Linked DNA regions of Gasterosteus aculeatus: all the other regions are linked to region 1. Evidence: chromatin contacts called from public Hi-C data. All regions are on one chromosome and are shown on one strand. The core of a region is the stretch at or near the end of the contact, and the rest is flanking DNA. Distances in the headings are between cores, read along the strand shown.

Region 1 (3,341 bases), core at 243-2,742:
AACTATTACAGACCCATGTCAGGGATGAGTTTAGTCCTTGATGAATACAGAAACGCCTTACATGCTATTGTGCATTATAGAGTTGCAAGGAGTTTGAGCGACTTTTACCTTCCACATGTAGGGACCGATTGTCTATCCGGTACGCAAAGCTGTAAGAGAAGATGAAAATTAGGCCTATTCGAAATACTTTTCTGAGTTTTTTTTCGATAGACCTAAATATCATTTGACACTGAGTGGCCAGTTTATTAGGTGCAGAGGGCCAAAACTAATTCAGTCTCATACAAACGTCCTGAAATAAATCCTAATGTGCCATTTGTTTCAACTGTTTCAACGATGAGAAATGTGATTCAACTTTATGATTCAATTGGAGGCTGAAGTGTTGCGCTTGCGTTGTGTTGAGATTATATATATATATATATATTATATTACACACACACACACACACACGTTTGTATTATTTTTGGCAAACCCATTCAAAAAGGTAGGCTAATACAAATCTATTTTTATAAAGCAGCACAAACTGGAGCATCCAATAACATTTCTCTAAAACAGTTTAAACAATATTATAATCTGCATGATGGTAGGGTTTTACAGTTTACAGTTTGATTAAACACTTTTAGCTCTAGCGGAGTTATGCACCGGAGAATAACATGCCTTGTGGAAAGGTCCTATTAGAGACAGTACACATTATTTTTCATCCCTTCAATACGTGTGTCCTAGTCTATCTATTGTTTGAATGTTTTAGGACAGAAATGATACTAACCTCTTGGAGAAATAAACGGCGTCAGGTAGAAAGTGACGCACTCTCCCTGAATGACGCAGGTGTTGCTAATTGGAGTAATTGAACAGTTTGTTTTGATCGTTGCTCTTTGTTGGTAGTGACGTTTTCCCACGTTGGGCATTAATCTGTATTAACACTAAGGCAACATAAAATAACTTCCACCCTTTTCGTTTTCGTCTTGTCATTGAGCCCAATGAGCAGGTGAGTGGACAGCAATGGAAGTTTGGGGCAACAAACAGGCCTCAGTTGGGTTCATTGTGTCAGTGGAAAGGGGCGTGGTTTCCTGGATATCATGTGGCGTTCAATAACTATCGGAAATATGACTCACTATTAATTTTGTATTAATGATGCACTTGATTCAATAAAACGGATGAATCACCCCGATAGGAGCGGGAAGCATATGATACCCCTTTTAATGTGTCAATGCATTATGTAAAACCCTACGTGTGCATTAAATGAAGGCCAATTTACAAAAATAGGTTAATATATAGATTTTTTTTTTACTCAATATTACATGAATATTACATTGTCTTTGAAGCAACTGCCAATACTATCAAGACCATTGTTTTTAATTTCTTGGTGCAACTTTCAGTATGGGTAAAATAATTGTGTAATTAAAACACCATGCATAATTCTAATGCATGTATTCAGTTGTACCAGCTTGTGTCTTTCTGGTGAGACGGAAACCATAAACAACCGATGCGCATAATGTTTTACTGCTGTCTTTTGACCAAAAGTGGGTCTTCAAAAATGCACGCACAATTGTATGTATGTATGTATGTATGTATGTATGTATGTGTGAGCGGGCGTGTGCGTGCGTGCGCGTATGTGCATGCATCGTGACCGTGCGACAGAGAAGCTCGGGACGAGCACCTGAAGGCATCACCAGCGCCACTCAGCGTTGTGTGCTCGCTGTGTTTGCCGCCTCGCTCCCCCTCCGTCCTCCATTAGAGCTCTGTTCCATCCCCACTGCACGGCGCAGGCCCGAAGTAGCGCAGCCGCTCTGAGGTTAGTGCCCTACCGCGCAATCTCCATCTATTTCAGCCCCGGCGCAGCCGCATCATCGAACCCGGCAGCGTTGTGGGGGGGTTTGAAAGATGACGATTGTTGTGATGTTGACCGTGGACGCGGTTTTTTGATACATTTGCGGCTCTTTTCTTTTTTTTCTCCCCCCCTCGCTGTCGCGCGGAATCGTATTCTAGGCGCGTATCGGCAACAAGCTCGCGAAGAGTAGAATAGCTGCGGATGAAGTAGCGCAGGCCGCCCGGGCCTCGCTTGTTTTTGTTTCGTATTGCGCGGGTTTCGCGCTAGCCGCCGTGCTAACCGAGGGGGGTCCGCCGCAGAACCCTCGCACGCGCACCGAATTCACGTTTTGTGTCCGATGTCCGGACGCGAGGGAAGCCGTCGCCGCTCACGACCGTAGCTAACGTCCATTCAGATGACCGAAGCTTCACCGCCGTGACGGTTAGCTGGCTAGCTAGCTAGCTAGCGCATTAGCGCGAATGCAGGACGGCGCTAGCTTAGCTCTGTTTGCTAGTTTGTTGTCAGCCCGACCGGCGCGTCTACTAAACGTTACTGCGCTGCACGAGCAGCGACGTTGCGTATATAATAAATATACGTGGGTTACAATGTGCTCATGCTGGCCGATGGGGAATCGGTGTGCTGGTACGCCGTGGATTGGATTAAACGACAATGTTATTATCGAGGCGCGCAGCATCCCGTTGCCCACAGGCAGCACATTCGGTGCAGTTGTTACAGGGGATATTGCATGTAAACAAGTCCGGTTGCTGTTAGTGACACAATTCGAACCCTTTTATACTTCATAGTTCTGCATTGGTGGATAACAACATTTGCCAATCGCGTATGGGAGAGTACCTGTTTGAAATGAATGATCCACATGTCAGCTTCCCACCGTGGATCAGTTGAAGTTATCCCCAACACATCTGCCCCCATAATGTAACGTCTACACTGACTATGTATTAATAGAATCCTGGATAACTAAGTGGACAAAAGCATATCTTATTTCTTATGATTATACACTAAATATTATGTATTCAATGCGTCACGGCATTGTAGGTTTTTACATGGAATTTGTTTTGAAAAATAGCGTTCAACCCATTCTCGACATTCATACATAATAGTTCAGCTTTTCAGCCCTCGGTCAGACTATAATGCCACACTTAAGTCATCTGTAAGGAATGAAAAAGAGAAACTTACTGCATTTAAACTGGCCTGCTGCTACTAACTCATGCACTAAGAAATTACTGTTTGAATGAGTTCAACCTAAGGAGTGCTGATAAACGTTATATGTGTATAAATGTCTAATATGTGCTGAATACTGCTTTTTAAACCAATTTCATGTAATCTATTTAAGACATGACACATTAACACCTGCATTTATGAATGCCACAGTTTTGTAAATAAACTGTTAAAGTTAAATGCCCTTCATGACTTTTTTTTGTAGTGCACATGGTTACAGAAATACAATTACAGATTCATTTTTATTTCATTCCAAGTACGTGTTGAATCATATAATCATAAACACGTTTTACAACACAGA
Region 2 (3,341 bases), core at 244-2,743, 260 kb before region 1:
TTTCAGATGCCCATGCAAGCAAACTTTATCGCCATTTGCCCTAAAGTAAGCTCGCGCGCAATGTAAACGCTGGCGTTTTTTTCGCCCCTTTATTTTTGTACATGTCGAAAAATATATAGCGTCTTCCTCCCTCCCCCCTGAAAAGACCGACGACCTTAACGTCAAACCGCATAGAATGACCTCCGTTCCCGTATTGTTTCTGGAAGCTCTACCAGCTTCCATCACGCTGCACACACCGTTGGTTCAGAGGCGGCGGCTCACTGTGTCACCTTTTCTGCCTCTGACGTCACGTTTCGGCCTCGTTTTGTGTATTTCTGTCGCATAAAATGTGTTTACGGTGGTTTATTCTAAGTGTAAACGTTTTGCACTGCACCGAATCGTCGTCTCGTCCGGGCTTGTGTTCCTCGCTGGCTGTGAAGTTGATCTGGCCTGTAGGTGGGGCTCTGAGGCAGTGTTTCACAGCGAGGAACCCCTTCTGGAAGGGGGATTAGGATGCTGCAGCAGGGACACACTCTCCCTCCCCTCCGAAACCGCCCCGGAGCGCAGGCTGCTTCCCCTGAGGGATTCAGGATAAACGTTCAGGGGGCGCGTGAAACATTTTTTTTTTACAAAGTTGCAGTTGTTTTCTTTGAGTCTTTTGCTGCCCCCCCCGACCCCCCATCATCCCCTTCTTTCTCCCAACCGCACAGCCCATCACCGACTCAAGTGCTTCACATTCATTTTTCAACATGAAAGGAATATTGCGCAATATTAGGTCGACCTTGATGGATTATTTTTTTAATGGTAGATCAGGAGAGCGCTATTTACTCCCTACTGGCTTACTTCGTTAAAAGAAAATATTACCTAATTAGGCCTGTTTGGAATATTAATTGCTTAAAATATGGCAGGGGTGGGGAATAGACCCCCCAAAGCATGTTAAAAGTTAATCAAAGCTAAATCCCTTACAACTGTGCAAGTGTCGTAATTGTGTTCCTCTGTTGCCCGATCTCCATCTTTAAATGATCCTGCGATTAGATATTCAAATCCTATGATCTGATCATCTCCACCCTGCATTGTAGCTCATTTGTGTAAATTCCCCCTTTTGGCATTGCCAAATCCCATTCTCAACGGGACGAATGCTCCTTCACCAAAAGCACGCGCTCTTTTTGAGCTCCTATCTGTCATCTTCTTGTTTTCTTTTCGGTGAAACGCATCCACCAAAGGGGCGCAGCAATTTATCTTGAAAATCAACTTCTTTTAAAAGTGCTCCAGAGATCTAAAGTCATTGCGTCCCCGCCTTTTGGACGACATAGATAATACACGCGATTATGTTAACGCGGGGTTTTATTGCCCAGTAATGCGCTCCGAGCCTATTTAGGTGTTTTGCCAAAGACCAAAAATTAAACCCAAACGCAGGATGTTGCAGCATCCTTCTCTCTCTCTCTCTCTCTCTCTCTCGCTCCCTCCCTCCGCCGCCCCCCCTCGTCGTCCCTCCCGCGCGCTCTATCCCCCTCTCTCCCACTCTCACTCCGCTGCAGCACCCTCGGCGGCTCAGTTGAGCAGGAGCACCGCACGGAGTCACATCTATGCACACACGCGCTCTCGACCCAACGCGCACACTCGCACGTGCACGCGCGAACACGCACAGCCTCCAGCGGGAAGCCCGCGCGGCGCAGCGGCTTTTTGCAGCGGCGTACAGAGTGCGCCCTCGCCGGGGAATGGGAGGCGCGGTTGGCCGGTCTCAGAGCGCTCGGAGCGGCGTAGCGAGGTGCTGCTGATCGGGGACGCGGGGCTGGAGGTCTGCCGCTATGTCTTTCGCCTGTGCAGGGATCGCCTTCTAAACTCCACCTCTCACTCGGGATTTAAAAGCGGACAAGCCGTTTGATCAAGGATATAACATTATTCTAAGCGTTTCTCTCTTTTTATCTTCTTTTTTTTTAAGGGGGTGGGTGGGGGTGAGAGTGAACGGAGTTTGGGGGGAACGCTCCTCTCTGGACGTGCCTCTTATCCGCAGTGTCGCTGCGGCTGCGGCTGTGAAGTGATATCTGCGAAGATTACAGGTAAGGAAATGAGCTTTTTCACGGAATTCGTTCCCACAGACAGACACGGGAGGGGGGGTGGTGGTGGTGGTGGTGGGGGGGCAAAAGCTTCTGGGTTTTTGTGCGTGTGTGAAGGGTTGCCACTGCACCAGCCAGGTGACGGGAGGCGTGTTGCACCTGTTCTAGCTGCGCCATGCGCGCTCTGCCCGCTCTGCGCTCTCCGGCGCTCGGGCGGGTTTCCTGCCCAGCCTGCCCATTTGGATCGGAGGCTTAAAAAGAGCAGAATTGCGGAGCATTTTAATGACCTTCTATTTATCTTAACTTGGGACCCGTCATTGACATGCTGCTCTATATCATCCATGCCCTTCACTATAAGCCTGGGAGAGAGAGAGAGAGAGAGAGAGAGGGAGAGAGCGGGCTGCATACCCGGGTTGTGCTGGTTCTTCTTGCAGCGTAAACTGTGAAGGTTAAAGACAGAATAATGTGTCTGTGATTCCGCGTCGGATTTCCGCAGTGGCTTCGGGGATAAGCCCGGTGCGGAGGACCAGCCCCGAGTGGACTGCGAGGGTGATTTCAGATCGTGTCTCGGCTCTACATCGTGGAAAATGGGCAAAATGTACGCGGTGCTCCTCCCGGTCTTGTCAGGATGCGTGGCGAGTGTAATTTTGTGACCCGTTTAAAAAACATTGTGAGTTATAGAAGGAAAGTTAAGGAAAGAAAGTTCTTTAATACGCGCTTTAAGGCTTGTCCTGCATCACGTGGAGATCCACTTGGGATGACTCTTTGTAGACCGAAACTATTCAAGCATCGCACGCCTGTTTCAAACTCGTTCTTTATGACATCAGGGTTTGAAAACATGGAATATTTGGCCGTATATTTTCCTTTTTGATATATAGATAATGTCCATGCCAGTGTATGTCTATATAGGTATTTGTAATGTTCACCATTATGAGAGTTGTGTCGACTATGTTTTGTGATAACGTGCATTCCCTCCCTGTGGTTACTCACTGGGGTGAACTGGACCAATGTGGCCCACACGGAGAGGACATCACTTTAGAGACGCTCAAGTTACCAGAAAATGTTGCACTGTAATGTCTAACTCTCTGTGGTATGCGAGGCAAGCCACTTCTAATTATAGAATCCCTGTGGGTCATATCCTTCGTGTAATTTACTCCACAGTAGTAAAGAAATATTCAACACACCATGGGGACTTTTTAAAATGATTTTCTAGGTATTTGGATAAACATTCCCTGGGCTCGGCCTCCTCTTGTTCGGTCCGCACAGTTGTGTTGGGAGTCGTACCTCGCAGGGTGAGCCAGGAGA
Region 3 (3,341 bases), core at 373-2,872, 150 kb before region 1:
CAGATAGGGACCCAGGGGCTTACACGGGAGACCCCAGGAGACCCTCATGTGCACGTTCTGCTTGATGAAATCACTGAGTGATCCTAGGTTTTCTTCTTCTTTTTTAGTTTTTAAATGAACAGCCACAACTGCTTCAAGCCCGTGGGGGGAAAAAAAAGAAGCAGCACCGGGCTGACCTCCATTTACCCCAAATATCTACCCACTTATTTGAAAATAGAAATTAAGATGAATGTAGTTAACGTTTGTCGTTTTGTTCATTACTTTGTGAAACTAAGTTCAAGTACTGATGTGGCATTTCAATTTAAACCACGGATTCGTTTTGCACAATCTAATGACGTGTCCCACATGATAGATGCAGTTAAACATTAAGCGCAGCTCCTTTAGTACTGAAGTGGCAAAATAACCTTTTTACGTCTTCTTCTTTGAAGTTATTTTTGGTAACAACGCTCACCATGTGCACATCCAGCAGGAAAAGGTTCACGACTCTTCTTTCTGGATGCAGAACGGCTGCCACTCACACTGGTTTTGCCCGTCCGTTTTATTTCGTGGATTTGATGGAATTCCTCACACAAATGTTGTGGTAATTTGAGTTTCCCAGCATGCTGAAGAGTGACTTTGGGCGGCATTCCGCTCCGGCCCGCTCACCTCACTGTGTGTTCGTGTAGGCCTCTGTCTGACCACAGTGATGCTGTAGTCAGCAGCTTATTCTGGCTTCCACCGGTAGCATGTTGGTCACGGCGCGTGCGTTTCGGGCCATGGTGTGTGAGTGCGGCTGCCATGCTTAACAGACTGCAACTCTGTGTGACTGGCAACCGTTCAGTTATTGTACGTTTCCAGAAGAATACTGTCAGTATGCTATTTCCCCAATGTGGCCTCGTCCAGATGGGGGTCGGTTCGACTGCTCAGCCACACCCACCATTGGCATAAACGCATAGACCGCAGTATGCTTCATGTTAAGGGTTGACCGGGCTGAAATCCATCTCATCTCTTGATGGGAAGTAGTTTCAGCATCAGTGCTCAGGTGTGTAACTGAGGGTACAAAAAAATGAAATGTTGCTTCATTTGATGAGCAATTTAGGCAACGGTCCGGCAGTTTCATGAGAAAAAGTGTATTTGAAGAAATGAAGACTCCACCTGCTCCGATACTGATTCCATGCAGGATGCGAGGTGCAGGACATTTCCGTGTGCCTCGCGGTGCACCGTGCCAACACCAGGAAACAGAGAGAGGGTACTCCTGTGGTTCTCACACCGGAATGGCTTCCCTTTCTGTATCACACCTTCTGCTAGAGGTTAGCCACATGGACAGAGGGAGACAGTCACTTTCAGCATTTTAGTTTTTCTTTCTTCGACTCAAAGCAGAATTACCATCTGCACACGGGGTCGCTTTTGTTGTTTTTCTGAGCTGTAACGCTAAAACTGTTATTTAACTCATCAGCTCTCAGTGTCAGCACTGCCATCACATTGTGTTCTACTTTAATGGTCTAATTAGCTTAAAAGCCACTGCGTGAATGCTATTTTCTCTGAGTGTTTGTGTCTCCGCCGCAGTTGAGATCACATCCACTGCCACAGTCTGTATTTCCCTCCTCTGTGATTGTGTTGTGTAGTTACATCCCACCGCCACTGGGCGGATACAGTTCATGGACCAGGGTGGTCGCTCTATGGAGGGCTAGGATTTCCTCTGTATGATCCGAGGTAGAACAAGGGTTTCTCCCACAGATGCACTCACATACGGATCAAGACGCACACAAAGCTATGTTTACTACACACGTTCTGCAGGGCTGAGGAAGTGTGCTCTGTGAGTCAAAAGCACCCGTCTCCTGCCACCCTCCCCAGAGCATCCTACATTACCATAAGAGTAGACCCGGCCAGACAGCCTGTGTGTGTGCAATTGTGTGAAAGAGAAAGTGAAATGCCAAGGTTTTTAATTTTCTTTTTTTTTACACGCGATAGTATGTGTGAACACAACACGCATTTGCATGTGTGCATTAATGTGAGGGCGCAATGCATCTCCCACCTTCCCACTACTCAGAGGCTAATCAAAGTCTGTCTGCCAGTGAATGTCTATTGTGTAGTGCTAATGTGATAGCAGAGATTAGCATTGTAATCCATTTAGCATAGAGCAGCTAATCCACTTTATTACTGTTGAAAAGAAATCAGATAATATTGGCTAGCACCACTGTAGCTGCCTAAATGATTTTAAGCTGATGAAAAATTACTGTAAAATATATTAATAATCACTGCAGCTGACTGAAACTCGGATTAGTTGTTTTATTAAAAAAAAAAAAAAAAAAAAACGCTGCTGTTTTTAATCAAGGGAATTAAGGTATTGCTCATGTTTATGTGTCGGAAGTTATTGTTTTTGTATTATAAAAATCCTCAATAAACAGCTTCTTATTTAAATGTATTCCGTCAGCGTCATACACACTGTATCTGGTTTTATATTGCAGTTCCTTTAGCGTGATGCATCATGAGTTTGATATCAGGAGCGATAAAGTCGTCTGCAAACCCTGGATGACACCGCTGTGTTATTTGAAAAATAAAGAATACAGAGGAGATCTGCTAATAAATACTTTTGCCAATTAGTGTCCAAATAGGTCCACTGGACTTTGAATTTAGTGTTTTCCTCCAGTCCCAGTGAGCCTGCGTTGCGTGCTTGCGGACGTGCGGTGCACTCCCCCGTGACCCATTTGTTTTATTGGTGGTCAGAAAGTGGTATAATACCCCCCCCCCCCACCGCCCCGACAGAAAGCCCCTCTGCTCCCCAGTCAATATGGATCTGTCCCAGCACAATAAAACTCTATATTCAGCCTTTGCCGTTGACTCTCTGCCCTGTAACTGTGCTCGGTAATTGACACTTCCTTCATATGCGGCGGCGGTGATCTGAAACACGCACGTCTTCACATACGTTTAAATGCAAGCACATGCTGTGTACAGCGCTCGTACACACAGCGCCTCAAATGGACCCACCCGAGCGTGCGTATTAGATAACCCCACCTGCTGGATCGGTTGTCTTCCTTTCCGCCTTTCTCCTATTCGCCTTCTGTTCTTTCCTTTACAACTGACCCGAGAGCATACAATGGTTCCCAGAGAAAGTGTGCGAGGCTTTGATATACGCAGACTTCAGGTCCTTGGAGATCAGGATCGCGAGCCAAGCAGGAGGCAGAGCGAGCGAGAGCGAAAGAACAACGGAGAGCTGAAGTCGGGTGAAATCAGGGTGAAAGATGGTGCCTGTTTAAAGAAATGTCATGTTGTGAAAGGGGATATCAGTGGAAGCAGCAGGAGTAGGGCAGAAGGAATACTGCACCATGTGCACTCGGGTTTCGCTCTCTTAATAGTTGAAG

The links. A called contact is a pair of places that touch in the nucleus more often than the background predicts.
Region 2: a Hi-C map of skeletal muscle shows a contact between it and region 1, with 18 times the contacts expected there. The contact joins the promoter of plxna4 here to the promoter of nrf1 in region 1. A contact is called at or near these places in 3 of 6 Hi-C or Micro-C datasets (skeletal muscle and whole body).
Region 3: a contact with region 1 is called in a Hi-C map of skeletal muscle, with 2.8 times the contacts expected there. The contact joins the enhancer-like site here to the promoter of nrf1 in region 1. A contact is called at or near these places in 2 of 6 Hi-C or Micro-C datasets (both in skeletal muscle).

The regions. Positions count from the first base shown.
Region 1 is chr4:30,783,737-30,787,077 of fGasAcu3.hap1.1, reverse strand. nrf1 (nuclear respiratory factor 1) reads left to right here and starts at 1,492. Exons shown (of 12, transcript XM_040175364.2): 1 at 1,492-1,789.
Region 2 is chr4:31,039,645-31,042,985 of fGasAcu3.hap1.1, reverse strand. plxna4 (plexin A4) reads left to right here and starts at 1,493. Exons shown (of 32, transcript XM_040175345.2): 1 at 1,493-2,039.
Region 3 is chr4:30,935,847-30,939,187 of fGasAcu3.hap1.1, reverse strand. The region is part of intron 3 of plxna4 (plexin A4); the gene reads left to right. Among protein-coding and RNA genes, the nearest start is that of plxna4, 100 kb to the left of the region's middle. Within about 2 kb of position 1,622, at least 4 of the 9 cell types and tissues checked have open chromatin away from gene starts, as enhancers often do.